2 separate regions of the Mus musculus genome follow, and region 1 is linked to region 2. The links are chromatin contacts, called in public HiChIP or PLAC-seq maps. All regions are on one chromosome and are shown on one strand. Each heading gives the region's core, a stretch centred on a gene start, on an enhancer-like site or on the middle of the called end of the contact. The rest is flanking DNA. Distances are from core to core; before and after follow the strand shown. Region 1 has its middle 42 kb from the start of Gm33510. Region 2 overlaps Pde7b (phosphodiesterase 7B).

Region 1 (4,455 bases), core at 1,871-4,370, 370 kb before region 2:
CACCATGATGCAACTGCTATCTGTCTTTATTTCCCTACTGTGGTTTTTGTGGGCTCTTTGCTTTAGAACTGTGTATTGTCTGGAACCCTGTGAGGATGAAACGACATTTTCAGGTTCGCAGTAGTGGCCAGGATCTGTCTGCGTGGTTTTTGATCTTTAGTTTGTGATATTGTGTATAGGATACTTTCTCTAGTTGCTATTATGACAAAGTGAATGCTCCCTTAAGCTGGTTATGAATGGCGTCCATGCTCCACTAAGGGAAAATAATGAAACCATTAACAGGTTAGTTCAAATTAGGTTCTTCTCCCTTTGCTGGTCAGCCAGCCCTGTGTGATTGCCTTGGTTCTCAATTTTATAATGAAGTTCAGGGTCAGTGGGATGTTTCATCAATAAACCTCCTTCCTCATAAGCAGAAACTGCTCAGTTTGATTCCCAGAAGCTATGTGAAGAGACTAGAAATATTGTCACATGCTTGCAGTTCCAGGATGGAGAGAAGGAGACAGGCAGGGGACTCCTGTAGCATATTGGCCAGCTTGCCTAGGCTACGTGAAGAAGCCCTAGGCCAGGGAGATCCCTGTCTGAAACCCAAAAGCTGGAAGATGCCCAAGAAAGGACTTGAGAGGTTGTCCTCTGCTGTCTGCACATGTGCACCCTACACACATATGTACACATCTAGTGAGCCATGCACACACACACACACACACACACACACACACACACACACACAATCTATATGTTTACTGGTTTACAGAAAACAGATGTAATTATGAAATGATAGCTTTGGCACCAACAGGTCAGACTTGGTGGTATACATCTTTAATTCTAGCACTCAGAAAGCAGAGATAAGTAAGTCTCTATGAATTTGAGTCTAGCTTGGGCTACCCAGAGGGTTCCAGGCCAGCCAGGGCTACCTAGTAAGACTTTTAAAAATAACAACAAAAACCATTTTTATTTGTTATTGTGAGTAAGGTCTGTTGATGTAGGTCATGGAATTGTGAACCAATGACAGGTAAACAGCTTATCTGTATTATTTCTTAGGATGCATATGCCACAGGGTTTTTTAAATAATAGAGTATATTTACATCATCCCTTTTATCATTAGAAGGCTGAGGTTAAATAATACTAATGGCTAACACAAAATTCCTTAACTCAAGTTTTGAGGTTCCTAACTTACTTAATTCTATTGACAGATTACTGTTCTTGGTGTGTGTGTGTGTGTGTGTGTGTGTGTGTGTGTGGTGTTTTTGTTTATAGCAATACCTTCCTAAAGCCTATATGAAAATAAGAAAAAAAAAAACAAAAACCTTTTTAGTTAGCCAGCCTGAACTATGTAATGAGTTCCAGGACAGCCTGGGCTACAAAATAGAGCTCCGGTCTCGTGTGTGTGTGTGTGTGTGTGTGTGTGTGTGTGTGTGTGTGTGTGTGTCTAGGGAGTGAGAGTGGAAAGTTGATAATGAGTTCAATTTCTAGTAATAAATTTATTTATGAGATGAAACTGCTCAAAGCAATGTTAAAACCATCATTGGGTGAAAGGTCCCAGGGACTCAGAGTTGTTGCTTTCTAAGGCTTTCCCCAAGCATTAATGTTAATTTTGAATTCATAATAATAATAAAAGGAAATTTGTGTCCCATTGTCAGATATTATTAACTACTAATATGATAAACTGTTTTTAATTAACCAGAATACACTCTTGTAATTACCAAATGCAGACAATTTTGTTTAGTTCTGAGTAAAGTACAACAGCCTGCAACATGCCGTAGAGGTCCTTGCAAATTTTCCTGCCCCTGGCCTCCTGACCTTCCCACAATTCCCTCTTTATGCCCCCCTCACATCTCTGTTTTTCTTGCCTTCTGTAAGAATCTGAACCAACACAGTACTGCAGATGCAAGGAACAGGCTGATTTGATTGCACACCTTCCTCTGCAGCTCTAAGGTGGCCTGTGCTCTTTCTATGGACGATTTCCTACTGTGTGTGGGCCTCTAACTGAACTAAAGTACAAGGGTTACCATTTCTCTACCCTTTTAAGGACAGAGTGGAAAGACTCCAGTGTCTATAGAATTATCTATAGTTTTACAGAGAGAGTAACAATTTAGAATTAAAGTTTTAAGAATAGATAAAGTGAAATATTTAATATCACTTAGTAGGTCTATACTAGTGTGTGTATAATCACACTATTTATGGGTAGATGGTGCTCAGTGAAGGAATAGGGAGGAGATGCAGGCATGAAGTTAATACAAAAATTTGGCCAAGTGACTCTGTCTGCTCTCTGGTTTTAGCCTTAGCCTCTTCTGTCCCCAGTCACCTCCAGTTAAGCACTTCCTGCCAGGTAGCAGGGAGACAGGAAACACCATGTGCTTCCTGGCTCAGGTGGTGGCACATGACCATAGGGCAGTCATTCAGAGCAAACGCCCAATGCTGCCTGGGATTTGCTGACACTGTGCAGGATGACAGCACGATGACCCAGTTACGCGTCAAATTTCTGTCTCCACTCTATTATTGACTCCTGGGAGCACACTGTAGCATTCTTCTGACATCCAATTCAGTAAGTCAGAAAGGACAACTGTAGATTTGTTCAGGGAAGAGAAAGGTACACCCTGCTTAGAAGCAACGGGGACAGGGACGTGCAAACATTCTTTTGTCTTAAGGTTGGGTGTAGCCATTCAGGAGTCACTTGACGGAAGAAGAGCATTGAGGACAACTGTGGAAAGATCACCAGGCTCATGATGTGGAGAAGAGTGTACTTAGTCATCTTAGCTAAAGGAAGCCCTTATAGACTCAGCTTTGAGGTGAAGAGAAATATTTATGAATGGGAGTCATGAACTTAGATACATACTAGGCTCCTAAATATTACATAAAGTCACATATTTTATAAGGCAGAGCATGACTATAATGGAAGACATAGATAAATTATTTTAATGCAGATTTCTCATAAGCTATGAGAAGAGGGTCTTGACTTCTGTAGCCTCCGAGGATGGCTGCCTTCCTCCTCCCCTGCTCTCGTGAGGATGAGGTGGTATTGAGATTGTGAAACAGGAAGTTTTGTTTCCCAGTGTCAGACCATACACTGAAAATATTGAAGGCAGGGGTTCCGATGAGATGCGTCTGTGTAACTGTGTTCTCAGTTAGTCAAGTCACGTGGGCTAACTTAGTCAATCAGCCCAAGCTCCAGTTTCCTTGTCTGCTAAGTGGGGGTAGATATTAGTGCCTGACATGCAGGGCATCTGTCAGAATTCAGTGGGTGCGGCACGGTACAGTGCTAGGAATAGTTCATGTTGGCACATGTTCAAAACGACAGACTAGAGGCTTACTGGGAAATCTCACTACAACACTGTAGCTATCACTCCACTGTTCACAAATGGGCTGGTTATGACCATTTAAAGTTCTTCATTAAATTAGCAATTTATGATGGCTTAATCCAAATGCATGATTGGTGTAATGGGCTTTTAGCACAGAATGCAGTTTATAGCTTTGTCAAGGGGATCAGAAAGATGAGATTATTCCTCGCATTCTGAATTAGAAGCCTGACTGAGAAACTTAGGCAAGTGCTTCTACATGATAGGGAAAATAAGAAGAAATAGATTTTAATAGAAAATAAATAGAAATAGAAAATAAAGTAAATAGACTTTTCTATTTTGTCAACAAATATTCATTTTTAAATAATGGCAAGTGATGTAAAAGATAAAATAGGGGAATGTGATGGTGTGTGTTGGGCATCAGTCAGTGTTCTGCAATTTAGAGTGTGAGCTAAGCCTAAAGTCTAAATTATAATATTACTAGACAATTAAAACTCATATAAATATAAGCGATTTAAAAATGGGCAGGTAGTTTCTTCTTCTACAGGAAAATGACAATGGCGGATTATGCTGGTGCACCAGGATCACCAGAGGATCTGGGGGAGGGGAGGCGGGTACGGCGTTGGGCAGGATTAGGAGGCCGCAGGGCCCATGGAGGTAAAGCCTAAGACAAGATGACAAGGAGTGGGTCTCCGTCACCAAGCTGTGCTGTCTGGTTAAAGACATGAAGGTCAAGTCCTTGGAGGAGATCTGCCTGTTCTCTCTGCTCATTCAGGAATCTGAGATTGTTGACTTTTTTCCTGGGTGCAACCCTAAAGGATGTGGTTTTAAAGATCATGCCAGTGCCGAAGCAGACTCGGGCTGGCCAGCAGACCAGGTTCGAGGCTTTTGTAGCTAATGGGGACTACAATGGTTGGTCACAACAGTCACATTGGTCTTCGTGTTAAATGCTCCAAGGACATAGCGATTGCCACCCCAGGGGCCATCTTCTTGATCAAGCTCTCCATTGTCCCTGTGCGGAGAGGCTATGGGAATGGAGTGAGGGACAAGATAGGCAAGCCCCACACAGTTCCATGCAAGGTGACAGGCTGCCGTGTTGCTGAGTGCCTCTGTGTTGGTGTGTCTCCGTCCTGCCCTGAGAGAAACGGGTATCGTCTCTGCC
Region 2 (4,911 bases), core at 1,561-4,060:
AAGTCACAACCACTTGGACGAAGAGGCAAAAAGAAAGATGTCCTTCATTGCTGCAGGGATTTCTCAGGGAGCATGACTCCCAGATGCTCTGGTGACCAGAAAAGCTCTCTCCTTAACGCCATACTCCCTTGAGATATCACAGTCCTTGCTCACTGGGATTGAGTGTGAAGATTTAGTGGTCTGCTCCCACTAGACCGAGATGCATCACACATAAGCATGGGAAAATCACCCCAAATGTCAGAATATAAATAAAACAAGGCCAATTAGAGAGCAGCAGGGTCTGGGAACCGGATCTAACCAGCCACCCACCCACCTGCAGGTCCCCGGATTTTAACGCTCTGACAGTGGGGGTGGGGCAGGATGAGGATCTAAAGCTCCATGTGTTTAGCATGATGTTCTCAGGCAGAGCAAACAACCTTCCCTCTGCTTGGGTCCCTGGAGAGCAGAACACAAAATCAATTTCCAGACTTTTTCCATTAATTTGAGAAGATAAACTTTCAAATTTTTGGACTTTATATTCAGTCTGAATAAGCCCCTGACGTTCTATGCTCTCCAAGGTCACACAAGTCTCCCCTCCCCCACCCCCAAGTCTCTGGAGGTTAAAAGTTTGGCAATGAGAACAAACATTCCCAGAGAAGATTTCTTATCCTTCCTTCTTCCACTTAAGATTTCATGTCCCCCTCCACCCCCAAACGGCCTTCCAGGCTTTCGTTCCACACGCCTTCCTCCAGTCCCAGAGAAAGCACATGTTGAGCAGAAGGAATTAGCAGAACAAAGAGAGATCTTCGGTTTCTATGGGTTTCTATGGGTTTCTATGGGTTTCTATGGGTTTTCCAAACGGTTTGGCTCGATTTGAAGTCTGCAGAAGATGTGAACTCACCTCTCACTTTTCTCTTCTTACAAAGCCTCCTATGGTCTGTGGGTACCTGTTTGTCATGGTGAGTTATCCAACTGCCATGCTAAGGAACAGCCTTGGGAGGGACTAGGGCCTTTATTTTTAATGTGTTCATGTCTTTGCTTAATAAACATGTGTTCAGCAGCTGGTATGTGCTAGGGGAAGAGCTAAGTTCCATGTTTACAAACAATAATAAGAAATGGCTCCTGTTAGCCAGGCACAGTGTACAGACCTGTGCACTTGGCTGAGGCAGGCATTAGGGCCAGATGGGGTACATAGTGCAACCCTGTCTTAAGAAAAGAAGGAAGTGGGGGGAAGGAGAAGACAGAAAGAGAGGGGAGGTGAGAGGACCAGCGTGGAGAGAGAGTCCTGTCTTTAATGAGTTCTAGTTGAAAAGAGAAGTAACATGTGGTAAGTGCCAGGACGGAGCCCTGCCCAGAGGAGGAGCATCCTCTGCAAAATGGACAATGGGCTTGTGGTCCAAGATGGCTCCCTCCAGAAGAAGGCATTTGGTCTGAGTTTAAAAAGTAGCTTAAGTTTATCTCACTGTGAGGTCAGGTGGAACCTCTCAGCACAGGGACAAAGAGGGGGAAATGTGTGTGGCATACTTACTTCTCATTACAAAAAGTTGCTTCTCAGATCAGCATTCTGTTCTCTGGGCTTCAGCAAAGTGACAGACAGTAAGGCGACAAGAGTTTGACAGGGTCAGATGGAAGAGTGTGTCACTTTCAGGGAGGCTGTCGTGGCTTAGCTGCCTGGGATGGGCAATGGGAAGAATGTGAAGGGAGAGGGAGAGAAAAACGATGCCTAGAGCACAGCTAAAGTTGCAGTCAAGGACAGTAGGAAGTACAGTCTTCAAGATGATGACTCATGATTGGAAGGATTTCAAAAACAATTGGGTAATTAAAACATTAAATAATCAAATACTCATTTGAGATTCATTTTGAGGGAGAATACTTATTAGTAGACTCTCTACCCCCACCTAAAGTATGCACCAATATTCTTAAGGAACGAAAAGAAGTGGCTTTTCTACGTGTGGCACAGTTAATCCTCATTACAAAAAGAAAAAGAAAAAAAAAATCACCTCTCAGGTCAGTGCACTGTTCTCTGGATTTCAGTGATCCTCCCGAAAGAACCAACAAGCGGGGCTGGTGAGATGGCTCAGCAGTTAAGAGCGCCGACTGCTCTTCCACAAAGGTCCTGAGTTCAAATCACAGCAACCACGTGGTGGCTCACAGCCATCTGTAACCAAATCTGATACCCTCTTCTGGAGTGCCTGAAGACAGCTACAGTGTACTTACATATAATAAATAAATATTTTTTAAAAGAAAAAAAAGAACCAACACGCAAAGGAATCTAACATGTCAGGGCTTCATTTGCTACATAGAAGATTTTTTAATTTTTGTCATGACAAGACCCTTCCATCCACTTAAACACCTGTCTACCGAGGTTTGCGCTGCTGAGCATCAGACATAGAACAGACAGAAAGCAAGGCAGGCAGGCGCCTGTGCTTAGGCTGAGGCAGTTCTGAGTTCAAGGCCTGCCCAGGACACATAAGACTTGATCTCAACAACCAAAATAATATCAGGAAGAAGGAGAGGAAGGGTAGGAGTCAAATTCTCAGCCTATTTGTGCATTTTTATGAATGTATATTTTTTAGTGTTTATTGGTGGCGTGCTAGTTATTGCCCTCCTTGGTCACAGCAGCAGCTCTCAATCTGTAGCATAAATAGGAATTGTTTGGACGGCCTGGCACAGAGTCTATGATTCATGGTCTATCAGAGAAGAAGGGCCATTGAATTTGCAACTCTAGTCTCTTGTGCTGCCAGCGAAGCTAGCCTGAGAACTACACTCTCTGAGAGAGAGGAACTGTGAAGCAATGTCAGGCTCTTTCCTGTGGTCTTACAGTATCCACAGCACGGAATTGACGTCAGTGGGAATTACGCAGCCCTCAAAGGTGTCATGCGGAGGCCTTAAGTGTTTATGTACTCCTGCCCCTCCCCACGCAGCTCCTGCCTCCTGTTTTTCAGTTGCATTCCCCAATGGGCACTGCTGTTGCTGTTTCCTCTTAAGTTGCTGCAGTTACGGCTCCTTATGAGGTCAAACGGTCCCCGCTGGAGAGCTTTGCCAGCTGGGAGCAAACGTTCCTCTATCTGAACTTCTGCTGTTCTCCCTGCATTTAAAGCATGAATAAACTAATCTCCTGACCATCTGGAAAGGGAGGCAAGAACTGCCGAGTATTAGCGACTCTGAAGAGGCTGTGGTGGTCAGCATAAGGCCAGTCATGCACTTAGCCTGTACCACAATAAAGATAAATGGGTAAGAAATTGCCTTGTAGTAGCATTGGGAATCTAATGGTTCAGAAATTGCTATGCTTGTAAAAAAAAATTTTTTTTTTCTGTCAGTGGGTTTAAATCATGGTTCTTGTGTAGGCAAAGTCTTTTTTTTTTTCTTTTTTTTCAAAATAATACTCAGTTTTTCCTGGCTTTTGTCTTCAGGCATACACTGTTTTCGTTTTACATATGAGAAATTCAAGCTTGAAATTCTTGAGTAATTAGAGTATCAAATGAAGAAAGTAACAGTAGTGGAAAGAAGGGACAAATGTAGAGAATATTGTCAAACAAATAATAAAAGACTAGGTTTCTCCAGCAGGGGGCTTGCGAGACAAGAAGAGATTATTGGGAAAAACAAAAACAAGTTTTATACCATTGGATCTGTTTGCCTGCTTTCTTGCTTGCTTGCTTTAATCAAGAGACTGGTGACATCAGTTCCCAACATATGGAGATTATAAAATGATTTCGTTCATGTAAAAAAAGAAAACTGAGTTATACTTTGCATGTCCTGGTGACAATGGGTTGGCCTGTTTTATTGTTTTATTTCAAAACAATAAAAGTGTTTTTGAAATATTTGCAAATCCATGACTGGCATTTTGGTGAAAATGTTGACTTAGATGACAGTGTTTGGAGACCCTTACTAATTATTGCTAAAAATCGATAATGGAGGCCTTCTCAATAGTGACCTTACTAAGACAGTGTCCATGAGAGGTCAGCAGGTTGAGTAAAGAAATCTAATATTCCTTCCAAAAGAACAAACAGGTTCTCCCAGCTTCATTGTTCTGCCCAGTGTAAGCACTGTTCCTAGAACACAGCATGAGGCTAGGACCCTGCAGAGACTCCCAAAGTGCCCAAGTGTGAACCCATGCCTGTGTGTCTGCATACACATACCTGAAGAGAAAATCTGACACCACTGCATGGTCTTGAGGTTGAACTAGTGGTGTTTTGGGGCCTCAGGAAAGCATAATGGAGCAGTCTGCTGTGGCATGTTAGCTGCCGTTGAAATGCCTGTAGTCTTTTCTTTCTTTCCATATCTTTGGTGCCATGTGATACTGTGTGGGAATACTTTCCAGCCGCATTCGAAAGCATCCCCTGAAGTTGGAAACCCAATGGTTTGGAAGAGATATTTGAAATAACTCAAAATATACAGTGTAAACAAGCTGGCCTATTAGAATGAAGCGTACTAAATTAAAGATGCTTCGGTGGGCTTGGGACAGCCAGGTTGTGATTGGCTCTCCTTCACTAACCTTTTCTTCCATTACCTTCCCTTCCCCCTCCCTCCTCGCCTTTTTATTCTCTCTAAGACTCCCTCCTCCCCAACTCATATTTTCTCCCTTTTCTTACAAATCTATAAGCCCATACAGAACAGACATGTCTTTCCAGTATCAACAAATCGCTTCTGAAAACGTGCCTACTAGAGACCAGTAGTAACCACACCTTCAGTCCACTCTAAGTATGACAGAATTTCTTACGTAACAATTTTATTTGACTTGGCAAGTTAAACTGTAACTATTCCCACTTCAGTGTTACTGAGGTGTATCAGAAAGCCTCTGGGAAATCGTTTCAGATCCTTCTGTCTCCAAGTTACCTACTTAAAAGAAGCACCCCTGCCCTCTGAGAGAGGGGTGCAAATCCAAGTACCCCAACTTATTAAAAGTTAAATGAACCTCCATAGGACTGAATG

Evidence for each region. HiChIP or PLAC-seq counts read pairs in DNA pulled down with a chosen protein or histone mark.
Region 1: an H3K4me3 HiChIP or PLAC-seq map of bone marrow-derived macrophages shows a contact between it and region 2, with 5 times the contacts expected there. The contact joins two enhancer-like sites. A contact is called at or near these places in 1 of 484 Hi-C or Micro-C datasets (bone marrow-derived macrophages), 2 of 115 datasets of contacts at active chromatin or transcription factors (acute myeloid leukemia and bone marrow-derived macrophages) and 2 of 9 other capture datasets (embryonic stem cells and macrophages).

What each region holds. Positions count from the first base shown.
Region 1 is chr10:20,878,371-20,882,825 of GRCm38.p6, reverse strand. It overlaps the pseudogene Rps2-ps3. Among named protein-coding and RNA genes, the nearest start is that of Gm33510, 42 kb to the right of the region's middle. Within about 2 kb of position 3,120, at least 11 of the 459 cell types and tissues checked have an H3K27ac peak or open chromatin away from gene starts, as enhancers often do. A contact at or near this core is called in bone marrow-derived macrophages, where this site is marked.
Region 2 is chr10:20,503,635-20,508,545 of GRCm38.p6, reverse strand. All of the region lies in intron 1 of Pde7b (phosphodiesterase 7B), which reads left to right. Among named protein-coding and RNA genes, the nearest start is that of Pde7b, 42 kb to the left of the region's middle. Within about 2 kb of position 2,810, at least 43 of the 459 cell types and tissues checked have an H3K27ac peak or open chromatin away from gene starts, as enhancers often do. A contact at or near this core is called in bone marrow-derived macrophages, where this site is marked.